Linked DNA regions of Canis lupus: region 2 is linked to region 1. Evidence: chromatin contacts called from public Hi-C data. All regions are on one chromosome and are shown on one strand. The core of a region is the stretch at or near the end of the contact, and the rest is flanking DNA. Distances in the headings are between cores, read along the strand shown. Region 1 holds the start of RFXAP (regulatory factor X-associated protein). Region 2 holds the start of ZAR1L (ZAR1-like protein).

Region 1 (3,146 bases), core at 360-2,859:
AACAATTGTACAATGTGAATAGAATAAAATAAACGCATGTAAACAAAAAAAAAAAAAAAAGCAATGCTTTGTAAAGCATTGGCTTTAACCTTCAACACAGTTCAAATCAAACACTCCAAAAATCTTTCTGAGATTTACACCTCATTATTATTATTCCATTTTCTTTTCTAAGAGCACTAAGAAAAGATCTAGTAAGGGACAGAGACGACCTGGGTGGCTCAGTGGTTGAGTGTCTGCCTTTAGTTCAGGGCCTGATCCTGGAGTCCCGGAATCGAATCCCACATTGTGCTCCCTGCATGGAGGCTGTTTCTCTCTCTGCCTCTCTCTCTCTCTCTCTCTGTCCCTCTCTCTGTCTCTCGGGAATAAATAAATAAAATCTTAAAAAAAAAACTTAAAAGAAATAAAAATTCTGTAATTATTACCTTTAAAAAAAGGTGAGAATAGGGTACTAAGAACAAGGATACTGAGAACAAGGTATAAAGTACAGGGTACTAAGCATGGGAGTACTGAGAACACGTCTATTAAGTATAAGGCTACCGAGACCAGATTTACTGAGAACACAGTACAAAGAATAAGATTAACTGAGAACAGGACACCAAGAACAGAATACCAAGCACAGGGGTACTAGAACAGCTTGCTTAAGAATAGGGATACTGACAACAGGATGCTGTGAATAGGGTAATGAAATCAGAAAAAGATCACCTTCTCCAAAGTACGATTTCATCGAGGTTCCTGTCTCTTTGCTCCTTTAACGATGAACCAGATCAATCACTTACTATCTGTCCTTCCAGCCCATATCCCAGATGTTTGAAATGCCGGAGCTGCTGATGTGTCACATCATTTCCGCGGACATCTATTCATCTATCACAAGGATGCAACAGAACTGCTAAGGCTTTTGCACATGTCTGTATAAACTTTAATTTAGGACAAGTACTCACTCACTCTCAGCCACAAGTCCAGCTACAGCAACCCGGCCCATCTGGGGCGGCGGCTAAGAGTGGAGTTTCTTCTAACCACCTCCCACTCCCCCAAGCCCAAGGCCCCGGCTAAGGTCTGATACCTCCAGTCTGACGTTTCCTGTGCTGCCGGCCTGGGCGGCCCCACTGCAGTTCAGGGCCTGGTCACTTTTCTTCTTTTTGTACTTGTCCTTGTACATCTTGTTGCGGTGTTTCTTGCACATCCAAGGCTTGCGCTGCTTGGCCACCTGGCTCGTGGTCTCGCTGCAACCCTCGAAGGTGCAGGTCTTGCTCGTGCTGCCCCCGCCGCCGCCCCGTCGCCGGGCTCCGCCGCTGCCACCCTCGCCCCCGGAGTGGGTCTCCTCGTCCTCCAGGTCCTCCAAACTAGCCGTGCTCTCGCCTCCCCCCGGGGCGTCAGAAGCGTCCAGCAGGTCGGCCTCGTCGTCCCCCGCCTCCTCCTCGCCGGCCCCCGCCACCTCGCACAGGTACCGAATGGGCTTGCCCGCCCCGGCGCCGTCCCCCAGGGCCGGAGCCCGCCTCGGGACGCCCTCGGCCGCGGAGTCGTCCTGCCCGCCGCAGGGGTGCATCACCAGGAGGGCGAACTGCGAGGCGGCGGCCGGGACAGGGGCCGGAGCCAGGGCCTGGCCCGGAGCAGGGGCGGGGGCGGGGGCGGGGGCGGGGGCGGGGGTGGGGGCCCCGGGGCGGAGCGCGCCGCAGGCTGCGCCCGGCCCCGCACCGTCGACGACACCCTGCACCTCCGTGCTGCTGACACCTTGCGGGGTCCACGACCCCAGCCCCTCAGCACCCGCAGGGCCCAACGGCTCTCCGCACCCCAGAGTCCGCGCAAGCCGGCGGGAAACAGGTCGGCTCCGCGGGCAGCCCCGACTGCGCCTGCGCCTGCGCCTGGGCCTGGGCCTGCGCCTGCGCGGGAGCGTTCCCACGCCAGGGACCTTTCTGGGAACGCGGCGTCTCTGACGGGCGGGGCTCAGTCCCCCGCGCAGGAACTGACTGCGCAAGCGCGGCGCTGGCGGCGGCGGCGGCGGGTTGGTCGGCGCCGCAGCGGCCGCGCTGCCCGCTGTGTGTGGACGCGAAGCTCCTGGGCGCCCGGTAAGACGGCGCTTTTTTGCTGCAACCTATTGTGTTTAAAAAGTTTCAGAACACTTGTGAGCTGGAACTCCACGGTGCAGAGTTTGTTCCTGAGCGATTTCATGTCTGTGGCGTTCGGACGCTACTGACCATCGTTCGCCCCACGCTGCCTGGAGTCGGGGAATGCGAAGCTGGGGTGTGGTGGGCGGTGTCCCAACCCGGGGCTCGGGGCATCAGTCCAGGACGGCAGAGGCGGCCCGTTTGAAAATCGGATAGCGGAGAAGGACACTTGGGGCCCAAGTTCAATTTGTGTTGAGATCCGACATGATTTGTTCCTGATAAATTTGTTTTTTCTCTTGACATTTACTGTCATTTGCTATGACTGCTAGGGTAGGTCTTTTAATGACGTTTTCATTCATAGCAGTGAAAATGCGTGAAAGGCAACCGTGGATGACAAATGTTAAAAAAGAGAACAGTAAATGATCTGTCATTTTTGCCAGTTGTTGCCCACTTGCTGGTTGCTAAATCTTAAATTAGCCAAATCTCACGGGGGGGAAATGATCCTGACAGGTCTTGAACGAAACTGTCAAGGGGTTGTGCTCCTTCCATTTATCCCTTGCTCCTTGCCTCGTCGGGTTTTGCACTCCACCTTTTGCCAAGGAAAGCGATGACTATCCAACCAATGATAAGTGCGCGCACATTAAGGCGTTTAGATGCTGATGTGTGAGTAGATCAGCAGCTGCATTTCCAAGAGAGGTACGGCGGGTAGAAGAAAGTGTGGCCTTAGACAGACCTGGGTGGCACTGCCCTGTGTGACCAGGTCTAGTTAGTGACAGCCTCTGAGCTTTGGCTTTCTCAGTGGTGACAGGGTCAGGCAGTGGTGTGCTAGACCAAATCGATGAGAACCAGTTGTTAAAATATCAGGAATTTAATGAGCCGGAAGTTAAACACTGTCATTATTAAAAATTAAATTACATAAACAAATTATTTTTAAAAGCTTAAAATCTCAAAACTCATCACTTTTTTTTTTTTTAAGATTTTATTTGTTCATGAGAGACACAGAGAGGCAGAGACACAGGCAGAGGGAGAAGCAGGCTGCCTGCA
Region 2 (2,886 bases), core at 102-2,601, 3.9 Mb after region 1:
CCCAGCAGCTCCGCCTCCGCCTCCGCCGACCTTCTTTCAGATCCTCGCGCCAAAAACCCGCTCCGCCGACGCGACACGCAGTGACGCATGACGCGACACGCAGCGTGCGCGCCTCCCGGAAGTCGGGTTCTGGGCAGGGGGCAGGGGGCGGGGAGCGGGCGGCGGGCGGCGGGCGCGTCCGTGTGGCGAAAGCCGAGTCCTCGTTCGGCTGCTGGGCGGTCGGCCTGGAACCGTGTGAAGAGGGAGTCGGGGTGCTCGCTCTCCTCTCCCTGAGCCCTTCGCAGCTCGACGCGGCGCTGCTGGGGGTCACCGCGCCCCGTGTATACTCCCCGCCTCCTCCCCATTCTCTCTACTCCACCTCGCGTTTGGGTGGCCGCGGGCGGCCTGACCCGGGGTCTTTGACAGACCTTTACTCTGCCCGTAGAGCGGGCGTCCGCCCGCCAGTGTCAACGTGGTTGTGGCCGACTGCCCCGGTGGCTGGATCGGGATGCGACCTGGACCAGCGGGCGTCAGTTAGTCCGTGGGCTGCTCCTGGGTGGCCGGTTTCCGAGCCCTCGAAGCCGGCTTGCCCCCTTGAAAACCTGTGGAACCACTTTAACCCGCTCCTGCAGTGTTAGGCGCTGCACCTTCCGCGGGCTCCCGCAGCGTCCTTTACATTCTCGGGGGGCCAGTCACCTGGCTCTGCCTGTCTTCTCTCCAAGTCGCCCTGGGAGAAGGGTCTGTGGCATTAGCACGAAGCTTAATTCAGGTTTGTTGTATAACCTAGAAAACTTTCAGCTGGTGTGGACTGAGCTACCCCTAGGCCTTGGTGCTTCCGGGAAGCTCTGGAGCAGTAAACAGCGAAACAGCCTTGGATTAGAAAAAGGGTGGCCTCTAGCTGGCTACATAGGCGGCGCTTTAGTTGGATCGTAGTCTTTAGCTGCAGCAGGGAGCCTTCCCGACACAGACACTGAAGCCTGTGGTGGTTCCCGCTTACTGAACATTCATGATTTATTCTGTTTTGTGCTATGTAGTAGTATCACATTAAATCTTATTTAAAAAATCCTGTAAATTGGTTAGTATTGTCAGATGGGGAAACCAAATCATCTGGTTAAGTAACTTGCCTAGTGACAAGGCTCAGGTTTCCATTCAATTCCCTTTGATTTCAGATACATAGCCCGTGTTTCAGTTTCCATTTACCCTGTAAATTAAAACAACTTGCTTTTTTCACCTTTTTGGAAATGGGTCCTCACTAGGAGTGAGTTAATGAGAACTGTTGGCATGCAGTAAGACCCTCTGAAATACATTTTCTCGCACTATATACACCCCTACACCCCCCCCCCCCCCCCCCCCCCCCCGCCCATAACACTATTCTCCTTGCTTCTGTGGCTCTAGGGTCTTTGTATTCATTAGCTCTGCCGTAATATACTCTTCTACTTTGCTGCTTCAATAACTTACTACTTGTATTTGATTTACTATATGCTTTAAAACAAGATCTCTAAAATAGTTATTATAGGATACACGGGTGACTTGCTGATGAAAGCATGTGTGTGAATAAGAAGTCAGAAATAAAAAACAGCTTTGAAAAAGATTCAGGAAGAGTGTATTGGAGAGGTAGGGAAGAGCAATTAGGAATCAGGTGGAAATTAGACCTCTAGATAGGTAGATCTCCTGTCCTCCTTTAATTAGGGTAATAGGCAGCAGCTCCCATTGGAATCTGAAATAAAGGGAGAAGCTTGGAATGAACCTGTACTAACTTGATCAGGAAAAAGAAGGGGTGGATGAAGGTGGAAGGCAAAACTAGGAGACAGAAACCGCCCAGGAATATTGTGCTGCGCCTGGGCACCAGGTGAGCAGATGGAGCGTCTTGTCCGTGTTCCCTATGGCTTGTACCAGGGCTATGGGAATACAGTGCCTTTGGGTCATCCTGGACTCTCTGAACACGAACAGCCTGACTGGAGGCGAAATACTGGTCCCCCCAATTTCCTGGCCAGGCCTGGGTTGCTGGTGCCTGCCAATGCCTCTCACTACTGCATGGACCCTTACAAGAGGGCACAGCTTAAGGCCATTCTCTCTCAGATGAACCCCAGTCTGAGCTTGCAGCTTTATAGGGCCAACACCAGGGAAGTGGGTGTGCAAGTGAGCCCACGGGTAGACAAGTCTGTGCAGTGCTCGCTGGGGCCTCGCACCCTGTGCAGCCGCTCCCCTTGGGGCAGTGCAGGCCACAAGGCACCCCTGACAGCCTGGGGAGTCTATTCACCAGTCATGGGCCACAGGAGCTTGATTCAGCTGCAGAGGGAAGGGGAAGACCAAGAGAGGAAGGCTCTTTTGCATCCCACTGAGGCCAGTGAGCAGCAGCAGCAGCAGCCACCACCAATGCCAAGGTCAGAAGAAGACAAGCAGGAGGAGCCTCACCAGCACAATGAGTTGGAGGAGGAAGACGCCTCAAGTCCTCGGAAAGAGAAGAGTAAGCAGGCACAGGGAGTTGGTGGAGCAGATCTGCTCAGGAAACCCACTTTCCAGGTGAACTTTCTCCTACCTGTCCTCAGGTCTCAGCTAGCCTCATCCCACCTTTCTCTTTTCCATTTCTGGGCCAACAGAGCAAAATCGTCTTTCACTTTCTCCTTTTACTTGATGGAGAGGTAGTTCTGGAAATGTGTTTTACGTGGCCTATAGGTTTTGTAACTTTTTGGTCAAATAGGGGGACAACTTTAAACATGTGAAAACAGAAAGTCTCATGGCCATTACTATTGGAAATGAGATAGGTGGGGTTTCAACTCAAGTATGTGATCAGATTTTTGTTCGGGGAGATTGTGCTGGTGGCAGTTGAAAGAACATGAGAAAAGTACGAGAGACAAGGATTATTCTGGGATTCTTGTTTCCGAGAAATGAGCTGCTAAATTATCA

The links. A called contact is a pair of places that touch in the nucleus more often than the background predicts.
Region 2: a contact with region 1 is called in a Hi-C map of amygdala, with 20 times the contacts expected there. The contact joins the promoter of ZAR1L here to the promoter of RFXAP in region 1. A contact is called at or near these places in 2 of 9 Hi-C or Micro-C datasets (amygdala and blood).

Annotation. Positions count from the first base shown.
Region 1 is chr25:3,934,287-3,937,432 of UU_Cfam_GSD_1.0, forward strand. RFXAP (regulatory factor X-associated protein) reads right to left here and starts at 1,610. Exons shown (of 3, transcript XM_038573224.1): 1 at 1,061-1,610. The coding sequence starts at 1,543.
Region 2 is chr25:7,849,948-7,852,833 of UU_Cfam_GSD_1.0, forward strand. ZAR1L (ZAR1-like protein) reads left to right here and starts at 1,352. Exons shown (of 4, transcript XM_038573332.1): 1 at 1,352-2,502. The coding sequence starts at 1,837. It overlaps BRCA2 (BRCA2 DNA repair associated), which reads right to left and starts at 37. Exons shown (of 27, transcript NM_001006653.4): 1 at 1-37.